2 separate regions of the Mus musculus genome follow, and region 2 is linked to region 1. A link is a contact called in public Micro-C data. All regions are on one chromosome and are shown on one strand. Each heading gives the region's core, a stretch centred on a gene start, on an enhancer-like site or on the middle of the called end of the contact. The rest is flanking DNA. Distances are from core to core; before and after follow the strand shown. Region 1 overlaps Nsmce1 (NSE1 homolog, SMC5-SMC6 complex component). Region 2 overlaps Gtf3c1 (general transcription factor III C 1).

Region 1 (4,755 bases), core at 1,605-4,104:
CACCAATCCCAGCCAACCAATGTCAGCAAAGTCCCCTTAGCCAAATCTCCAGAAAGGGAAACTAAATGTCAGACAATGGAGGCGAAGGTCTTCTTACCCTCCAGATCTCAGAACCTCCCCTGCCTTCACAGATATGATGACCCCATCTTCACAGCCACCCTACAAGCTAGTCACAGTTGGTGTCGTCAGCAAGAGAAGACAGAGGCCAGGGAGGAGAGCAATATCCCAATGGGTAACCCAAGATAACCCCAGCCGGGTGCCCACTTCCCAGCCCTTTACCACCAGTGTTGCCCCATCACTGCCAGCCCTGCCTGCCACTTTACAAATGAAGCTGGAAGAGCCAGCGTGGAGGCTCAGTGATCCTGGGCATGTGACGTGGACAGAGGGAAGCTGACAGGACGGCCACACACAAAGGTGGCCCTGTAATAGAAGGAGGCTGAGGAGACAGTCCAACAAGATAGTCCCCCTGATACTGTTGTCTTCCACACTGGAGTTCCCTCCCCACCCACCAGTGGGGAAGGATGCTTGTGGAAGACAGGCTTCCTTTCCAAGGCAGAAGTGGCAGGGTGGAAACAGAGCATTTATGAGGCGGCCTGGTGACTAAAGAAGTGAGTGAAATTAGTTCCAGGAGCAAGAGTGGGCAGTGGGCAAGGAGTTCAGAAATAGAAAGGCTGTTGTACACAGAGCACAAGAATCCTGAGCAGTGGTTATTGCTAGGCAGACAGGGACGTGGGGCCTCCTCAGATGTGGCAGGAGCATGGCTAACTTGCAAGCTAGTCTCAGTTCTGTGGGAACCTGTCAAAGATCCCGGGTCCATACTAGTGGCCAGCTTCCTGAACCTCCTTCTCCTGCTCTTGAGGCTGCATGCCACTAGAGGGAGCCAACCTGAACTACGAGGAAAGGTGGGCCAAGCTCTGATGCCTGACTTACCACCCTCCAGTCCAGAGCCTCCTAGTGGACCATCCAGCTGCATAATACCTAAGCCCTTGAGCAATGAAACCTTGTGGGAAGCCTTAGCAAAGGGAGGCTGCATTTCTGAGGCCAAAGATGCCTCTAAAACCGAGTCCCTCGGATCAAGGAACCAGATGCCTAGGAAGGCTTGGCAGGGACCAGCCAGCAACCCGGTCAACAATCCTTCAGTGGGGCCCCTACAGAACTCACAGCAGCCCTGCCCAGAAAGTGGAGGAGCCCAGAGGTGCTCTCCCAACCGCGACCCCTACTGCCTGAGCCTGTGCCTTCCTTCACCAGATACATGGTGAACGAGAACTCAAGGGATACCCAGTGACAGGACTGAGAAGATTGAGGGGCTGATGGGTGGCAAGGTGGAGGGCCTCCATGCTCCCCTCCACAACAGCTCACAGATTTTTTTCAGGACTCCCATTAAACCCTTGCAGCCAAAAAAAAAAAAAAAAAAAGCTGAGCAGTGGTGGCACACACCTTTAATCCCAGCATTCTTTGGGAGGCAGAGGCAGGCAGAATTCTTAGTTCGAGGCCAGCCCGGTCTACAGAGTAAGTTCCAGAACAGCCAGGGCTACACAGAGAAACCCTGCCTTGAAAAAAAAACAAAACAAAACAAACAAACAACAAAAAAGAAAACGCTTGCAGCAGCTCCAAGCTGTCTACAGAAGGGACAGCCAGCAACTTCATTCTGAAAGGCATCTGATAAGCCTTCCATTGATTCCAGCCTCTTCCACTTGTGGCTGCAGCACTTAAGACAGACCATGTGAAAGTCAGGGAACACAGGCTCTCCTCTCAGAGGTCATGGAAAGCTTACAATAGAGAAGGGCCCACAGACAGGCCGGGCTCAACTGCTAGCACACAGACTGTGCACTCCTGAGTGAACGGGGAGGCCCCAGGGTACCTCAATCAACCACTTGCTCTGCACAAACTTCTGCAGCACCTGCTCGGCCTCCTTCTTCCTCATCTTTTTCCCTTTGAGTTGATCAACTAGGTTCAAAATGTTTGTAGAAGAAGCAAAGCCAGTTTCTGAGTCAACGATCAGTTCCAGCTGCAAGAGAAAGAGGTGCCTTATTCATCTATTTGAATAACAAACTCGACACCTAAGCCTCCAGCCAGCCCTGGTAGGAGAAGCTGCATGGACCCACACCAGGCACATCCCTACGACAGGTGCTAGGTATCCAATGTGCACACAGGTTGTGGCCCTTGTCCTAGCTTTATTCTCCACACACTGTAGACAGCCTAGGAGCACCACAAAATGGTTAAACTAGAAAGTCTACCTGCCTCGATGGGCCCAGTCAAGCTGAAACTGGAGAGGGGCGCTCCTTTCCCACCTTCCCCAGAGCTGCTATGTGCTCCCAGGACTCAGAACGTCTTAGCCAGGTGTGTGGCACATGGGCTGAGCACACTGCTACAAAGCTTGGACAAACCGTCCAGTGAGCGCCTCATTAAAGTGCAGGGCTGGGTTTGGAGCATTCTGGGCCAGGGACTGGGACCCATGCACTCCCACGAGTTCTCAGGTGCTCTGTTTGACAGGTAGCTTAAGGCCTGTCACTCCCTGTGAGACCCAGGAAGCTGGGAAGCATGACAGTGGCCTCCACAATTGCCGTTTCTATTTCCTCCCGTTAGAAACGCTGCATATGGTAGCAATGAGTACTGTACTCACAGCCTTTCTAAACAGATCCAGCTCGTTCTCTGCAAAATCCGTAGCCATTTTGGAAACTGAAGTTGTAGCAAGATTCACCTAAAAATAAACCACATAAGGATCAGGCCACGTGTCCACCACAAAGCTGATCACTTTCTCACCCCTCTCTCAGAAGCATGGGTCCCGCACGAGCCACTGCAGAGCCCTCTGAGCCAGTTTCTCAAAATGCCACTAGAGGGCGCTGCCTCGCATACCAGTGCATAAATGGGTCTCCCATCATCTTCCGTGACTCCTTTCTTTATCTCAATATACAGAGACTCCAGGACACTGTTGATGTTGTTGATGAAGTCCTCCAGCTTATCTACAGTCGCATTTCCTGGAAATAAGCAGGCAGGGATGGGAGTGGATTCGTCGAAAAAGCACACACAGCCTGTTTCAATCTCTGGCCCCTGACCACACTAGCAGCCCCAACAGAAATGTTTTGGCTTTCTTGGGCCAATGCCAATATTGTGGTTTCTTTCTTCCCGGAGTGCTCAAAGATAAGCTGAGACAGATGGTGTAGTGAGGCAGAAAGGCGGACAAGATTGTTATCTCAGACCACTGAGACAGTAGCCTTCCTTCCTCTTCCCCAAGGCTTCATGCTGCACCAGTGGCCCTCCACAGCTCCCTCCTCCTAGAAAGCTAGCCAGGACACATCTGAAGGCCTTGGGCCAGCCCAGGCCTGAGCCACAACAGGGTAAGTGAGGCACTCACAGCAGAAGAGGCCCTGTTCTAAGCATAATCCAAGCAGCTATTGCCCAAGTGTCCTCCCACTGGCCCTTCTCGGGCCCTGGCAGCTCTGAGCACAGGCAGAGACGGTGTGAACTGTGGGAGCCTGGCTCTAGCGGAAGCTCCTGCTATGCCACCATCAGGAGGCCACCAGCCATCAGGAGGCCACCAACAGGGACCTTTTTGAGAGCCATGAGTCTGAGGAGGGGAAAAGGTCCAGAAGCAGGGGGCTTGGGTGAACAGATACTAACAGCTGGTGAGAAAGACCAGGAAAGGATGCAAAGGGAGAGGGCATGTGTTACACATCCCAGCTTGGAGAGTCAGCCCCTCTGTCGGCTACAGAACCTGCTCTAACACAGTGAAGGCATACGGCCAGCTTCATACACTAGAATTACCGATCTGCAGTGTGATACTTTCAAGACCAGAGTATACCTGTTTTCACTTATTAAAATAATGTCAAAGGATTTATACTTTAGAGTTACTTTGGGAAGCCCAGCAGTGGTAGCTCACGCCTTTTAACGCCAGCACTCGGGAGGCACAGGTAGGCCTCAGAGTTTAACAGGCAGCCTGGTCTGCAGACTGAGTTTAGGGACAGCCAGGGCGACACAGAGAAACCCTGTCATGAAAAAAAACAAAACAAAACAAAAAAAAAACAAGCAAAAAAAAATTTTAAATAAAGAAAAAAAAACAAAAAACAGAACCACTGAGAAAAAAACTGCAGGAAAAACAAAAACAGAAACAGACACCATGCCACCATTTATGTTACTAAGCTTACTAAGGCTTGCACTAGAAAGAAGACTCATCTAAAGGGTCAGTCTCACTTCCTACAGAAAGTGGGCATTTCTAACACTGTGTAACAAAAATAAAGCCAGCTTAAAAGACAAAAGGTAATATTGGTAGCAGGGGAAGACATGCAACATTAAGGGCAAACAAAGACCCAGACTCATGGGTTCACAGTAATAGCAACATACATGTGCTGCAGTGGCTCTTTGTCCCTTTGTTTAATAAATCCAAGTTAAATGAAAAATCAGTATCAGCTATTAAGTGGAAAACAATGATGCGGGAGGAGGAAGCCAGGACTCAGAGCTGACATTCGCACCTCCCACTGCGGCCCCCTGACACCAGAGCCGATGCAAAGGGGCCTTTCCCATGACACACTCTGCTGGGCATGTAAGATGGCTGACACACGGTGAGGACCCCTTCTCGTCCCAGGTACCAACTTTGAAAGACTGATACTAATTCTGACAAGGGACTCAGGTGCTCAAGAGCCACTGTAATAGAAACAACATGGCTTCCCAGGGAGGAATCACTTTACACACTCAGGAAGGAAGGAGGATGTGTCCGGCGCTGGCTAATGCCCAAGGAGGAACTGGCCCTGAACAGAT
Region 2 (5,135 bases), core at 2,025-4,524, 200 kb after region 1:
AAATACTATATGTACTAGCTCACGTATCAGGTGAATGAACTACTGAGACCCTTTAAGGCTGTGCAGCAGGCAGGCAATGCCTTCTACTTCTCCCAGGGTTGGGAGAGCATCTGGGACCCAACCTTGTGGGACTTACTCTCACCTCTTATACAGTAGCTGCTGCCGGATGTGCCTGGGGAGGAAGCGGATCAGTGTGTGCTTCTTCAGCGGGTCATTCAGAAAATCCTCCAGGTTATCCACCTACAGAGGTCACCTGGAGGTTCAGCTCAGCCGCCAAGGTTTATGGAAAACCACTTAACACTGTGACCTCCCCATCTCTGCCTTGGGTCCCTATATCAACATCCCTCCCCCACACTCCCACCCCCAGATCACCCAGCACATGGCGGAGGGCAAGAATACATTCTGGTCCTGTAGAGAGGCACACAGCTGCTAAAGCCTTTCCAGGAGGCAAAAGGGGCATCCTCTCAGCAGGGAGGGATGACTGCTAATTCTATTCCCCAAATAGAAAACACTGCTATAATGTATAAGTGGAGAGGACTTATGATTTAAGTATAATCATAATTCAGTTTTTAAGAACAGGGAGACACATACACACACACACACACACATGAAAGACTAGAAGAAAATGTACCAAAAATATGACCAGTGATTACCTTTGGGTGATAAGGTTTTGGGTCATTTCTATTTGTTCCTTTTTGACATTATCACGTTTCTAAAAAGGTGTTTTATTGCTGCAACATATTTATTATCTTCTTCCCTAGCTAGCTTTCTGAAGTATACTGACTACCCATCCACCCAGCTAGTTCTTTTATCAATTCTACCCTACTCTATGTGGAATAACAATGGAACGCTTCAAACCTGAAATGCTTTCCCTTGACTGGCCATCTCAGCATCCACTCATTCACCACAGGGCAAACTCCACGGACTTGCCCTTGATCACACAGAGCACAGGCTTCCTGCCCCACTACCCGTAGATATGAGATGACCCAGAATCACAGGTACCTTGTAGCTGACTTGAACAAGTTGGACAAAGATGGAGAGGGGCAGGCAGAGAAGAATGTCACTGACAAGAGCCCAGCCAAAGCCAAAGTCTCTGTGGATCGGGATGGGAGGGACGTAGCGCATCCATGAGATCTCATCCACATACACTGCAAGACATCAAGAGTCACTTCAAGTAGCGAGTATGGTCAGGAGAAAATGGACTCACCCTGCCATCTCCTACCAACAGGCCCATGGCGCTCATTTATCTGTCTCTCCCTACACTCTCCACCCCAACATACAGACCCGCGGCTCTCACCTATCTCTGTGGAGAGTTCCATTTCTGACTCCCAGGAGCTGCTTTCTGTGTTGTTTTTGGCTTCAGAGGTGTCCCAGTCATCTCCTGAGGAGGGCTGAGCCCCTGGTCTGCTGGACTCCTGCTTGCCCGTTTTCCTCTCACTGTGGAGAGCAGGCTGCTCCCCAGTGTGGCCGGCAGGATGCCCATACACCAGGTACCACAGGAACAGGTGCATCGCCTTTAGGCGGGGCATCTTGGGAAGGAAGCCTATGGAGCGCCCGAGTCCAGGAACTGTAGGGAGAAAGGTGTGGGCAGTGCTTGAGCAGCCCCAGACTGTGTTGGTCCAGTTCATCCCACAGCTACCATGAGCTGCCTAGGGTCTGGGTGCCAGGGAGGTGACTTATAGACCACTGCTCAGAGCACAGCAGACAAAGGTGACGGAAGCTGCTCCTTACCTATGACAGGTTTATAATTTTTGAGTGGGGTTATGCCCATTTTCTCGTCAGTCTTTTTCACCCGAGTGCTTTCTGGCTTCGAGGATGTGTTTGGGTCAGAGTTTGCTGATCGACTTGGGACTTCTGGTTCTTGGTTTTCCTCTTCTGCTTCTTCTTGGGGCGCTGGGGCCGGTGGAACTTTAACTCTGCAGTCCAAACATAAGGTGCAGAAACACGTTAGAAGCAAAGACAAGGCCTATCTGCCAGGCCTGGGGTTTCAGACTCAACTGGTCATGGGACCAGGCAGATGACACACGTGAATGGCCTCTAAAACACGAAGGGCTCATGTGGGACCTTCAGAGGCTGCTATCCACAGGAAGGAAAAGGAACCCAGTGTGCTCTGTCTCCTGATGCTTCACAGATGCCAGTAACCAGCAATAAAAAAACTAATGTGATCAACCACTGCAGTTCCTCTGCCCACCAGGAGCCCAGCCACCTAAAAACTGCTTTTCACCAGTGTGCGTTCAGTCACTTAGGGTAAGATGATCGAGACTTCAAGAAAGCAAGTGACTTACTTATGCCACAACGAGACTGAGTTTCCTACACAGAAGCATTAATGGGGAGTGCTCCGATTGGTTACATTTACCACATGGACAGGCATCAGGGCAGGTAGTATGGCTCAGTGGGAAAGTGTTGGCCTAGTTTATGCAAAGCCCTGGTCGCTTCTCCATCACCATCAAAAGAAAGGTAAATTAGAACAAGAATACTAGAAGTTCAGAACTGGATCCCCATGTAGACTAGGTAAGTACGGGCCATAGCATCCAGCCAGCAAACCCAGGATCTCATGAAGTGTACGTAAAGCCTTTGGGAGGCTGCAGGCCTGGGCAGTTTAACTGGGAGTTCTTCCACTTGCCTGTTTGCTGTGCTTGAGTTGGAGATCCGGAAGCGAACCTGCTCAATAGCACTTCTCACAAGAGGATCATTCTGGTCCATAGATGGGTGCACGACCAGATCTACCTATGGGAAGAGGTTGGAGTGTCCCAGAGGGCAGGGCAGGTTTGACCTGAGGTTCCACAGAAGATATTTCCAACACACCCACAACTCAGAGTGAGGCAGAACACATGGTAGACAGTTCGCTGTTTCAGCTGCAGGCATCTGAACCTCTTAGGGATCATGTCACCATGTCTTGGACAACAACCGCTGGCCCTGCAGTTTCCCTGACCAGGCTGTCACAGCTCACCAGCTCTTCTGATAGCCGAGGCGGCCCCCCACACATGCTCCTCTGAGTTCCCTAACTGCACAAGAATCTGGAGAGGTGAGTGTGGCGTAAAAGCCTCTCCCTAGGGATCCAGGCAGAATGGTTACGAGTGCTTGCTGTTCCTTGAGATAAGGGGATAAAATCTGGGCAGTGAGTAGCAGATGTGCAGGAGTCAGGACACTAACTTCCGCACTGACAGACAGAATGGACTGGGTGCCGCAGGAGCAGCTTTCTGTGTTGCTGTCACTGCAGTGTGAAGGGCAGCAGCTGTGGGGACTGGGACAGGCAGCAGCACCCCTGGACTCTGCTTACCACTGATAAAAAGAAAACCCCACGCCCACCTCTGCAATGCATCCACCCATACTGCTGACTTCTTTGTGAGACCCAAATGAGATCCAGTTAGGCAACTTCTCCGTGAACTGAAAAGTACTTAGAGATGGCAGCTCCTGTTGGCCCCTTGTCCTAGGCCAGCAGTGAATTCCTCAATAGCCTAAGGGTTAGGGGGCTATAGGAGCATGGGCTTCCGCCAGTCACCAACAGCCTGGGCCAAGCAAGTCCTATTAGAGAACAAGCCTCAGCAGTGAACTTCAAACCCAATTTAGAAGCATACGACAGTTTTCCCATGTGCGGCCCTGCAGCTGGAGGCTCCATTTCCACCAACTTTCATTCCTGTGGTTACGTGGCCCTGTTTGTTGACCTGACACCCTCATCCCCTCCCTCAGGCTCTGATCTTCACTAGCTAGCCTTTTAGGCTGGCACTAGATAAGCCAATCTTGAGGCCAGATCGTCTCCCTAGGCCCAAACTGGGGGAGGATTTGTTGCCCTCGACAGTGATACCGAGGAAGCCTGACAGAGCAGCTTCTGTAAAACCTGCTGACGTCACAGGTGCCCCTGCCGCTGGGCTTCAATGTGTCCTTCAGTGAGGAAGGCTGGCATATGACTGACTGCCACTCAAGTGGATTCATGGCAGACAGCTGTGGATGAAGGAGCTAGGTCAAGGAGACAGCTGTGGATGAAGGAGCTAGGTCAAGGAGACAGCTGTGGATGAAGGAGCTAGGTCAAGGAGACAGCTGTGGATGAAGGAGCTAGGTCAAGGAGACAGCTGTGGATGAAGGAGCTAGGTCAAGGAGACAGCTGTGGATGAAGGAGCTAGGTCAAGGAGACCTGATGGCTTTATTTGGAGGTGACTTGCAGCAGATATAAAAGCCCACGAGTCCTGTCTACATGCAACAGCTAACTCTATTTCTTAGGTCACTTTTTAGTATTGCTGTATCTCAAAAAAATAAAAAAGATTTATGAATGCAGAGATGACCTTGTCCACTTAGGAGTGAAACTAAGTATCAAAGCAGGGCTCCTTCAGAGCTGAGAGAAAATCCAGTCAGAAATTACGGGGCTGTGAAGGCAGTCCCACTGCTTTCAGCCTGAATGTCCAGTGCACCATCCCAATTACTCTGACCCTGAAAAATTGATGCTGTAAAGTGTGTGCAAAGCTGCTGAGCTACAGTTACTATGGGAACAGCTCCCATCACAGTGCTACAGAAACAGATACGTGGAGATGGAAGAAACAGACACATCCCAGACTGGCCACGACCCTTCTAGATCCTAACACTGTCCTGTGTAACTGCAACAGGTCTGCTTCCTTCTTGTTCCAGCCTAAGCCAACTCACTGCTCTAATGCTACCAGCTTCCACAGGAAGTCTACCAGCAGGGCTCCTACTCTCTACATTAAGAGGCAGAACTGGATGTCCCAATCACTAACAAGAAAGATCAATCAGTATACAACAATGAAAAGAAACACCAGGCCAGAATGTTTCCCATAAGCATGGAGCTAGTTCTGTGGGCTAAGGGGAAGCCAAAGAGGTTACCTTCTTCTTGATGCCATCCTGAATGACTGTAGTCCGATACAATCGCAAGAGACCCTCCTCAGACAGGTTCCGCACCAAGCGGATAATGGACTTCTTACAGCATTTGGTGGAGACACCCTCTTGCTTCTCCTGGTCCATGATCATCTTCTGAATCCTGGATAGCAGAGAAGGTCATTCTCTCACATGCAGGGCACAGAGGTCTATCAGGAACCAGGGAAACACTGTAGGAGTTTTTCATATCCTATGAAGGTGGCCTTTTTGGAATATGAAATACTACATCATTCTAGACTAAACAAATTAGC

The links. Hi-C and Micro-C count contacts between places; a contact is called where the count stands out from the background.
Region 2: a Micro-C map of the G1E-ER4 cell line shows a contact between it and region 1, with 3 times the contacts expected there. The contact joins two enhancer-like sites. A contact is called at or near these places in 1 of 39 promoter capture datasets (hematopoietic stem and progenitor cells), 1 of 15 datasets of contacts at CTCF or cohesin (large pre-B cells), 2 of 484 Hi-C or Micro-C datasets (the G1E-ER4 cell line and bone marrow-derived macrophages), 5 of 115 datasets of contacts at active chromatin or transcription factors (CD4 T cells, bone marrow-derived macrophages, double positive thymocytes and 2 more) and 3 of 9 other capture datasets (adipose tissue, liver and pancreatic islet).

Annotation. Positions count from the first base shown.
Region 1 is chr7:125,469,252-125,474,006 of GRCm38.p6, forward strand. Nsmce1 (NSE1 homolog, SMC5-SMC6 complex component) reads right to left here. Exons shown (of 8, transcript NM_026330.4): 3 at 2,857-2,978; 4 at 2,624-2,701; 5 at 1,862-2,008. Among named protein-coding and RNA genes, the nearest start is that of Nsmce1, 20 kb to the right of the region's middle. Within about 2 kb of position 2,855, at least 173 of the 459 cell types and tissues checked have an H3K27ac peak or open chromatin away from gene starts, as enhancers often do. A contact at or near this core is called in the G1E-ER4 cell line, where this site is marked.
Region 2 is chr7:125,667,852-125,672,986 of GRCm38.p6, forward strand. Gtf3c1 (general transcription factor III C 1) reads right to left here. Exons shown (of 37, transcript NM_207239.1): 12 at 4,834-4,987; 13 at 2,624-2,727; 14 at 1,732-1,916; 15 at 1,298-1,567; 16 at 1,003-1,148; 17 at 143-240. Among named protein-coding and RNA genes, the nearest start is that of Gtf3c1, 37 kb to the right of the region's middle. Within about 2 kb of position 3,275, at least 8 of the 459 cell types and tissues checked have an H3K27ac peak or open chromatin away from gene starts, as enhancers often do. A contact at or near this core is called in the G1E-ER4 cell line, where this site is marked.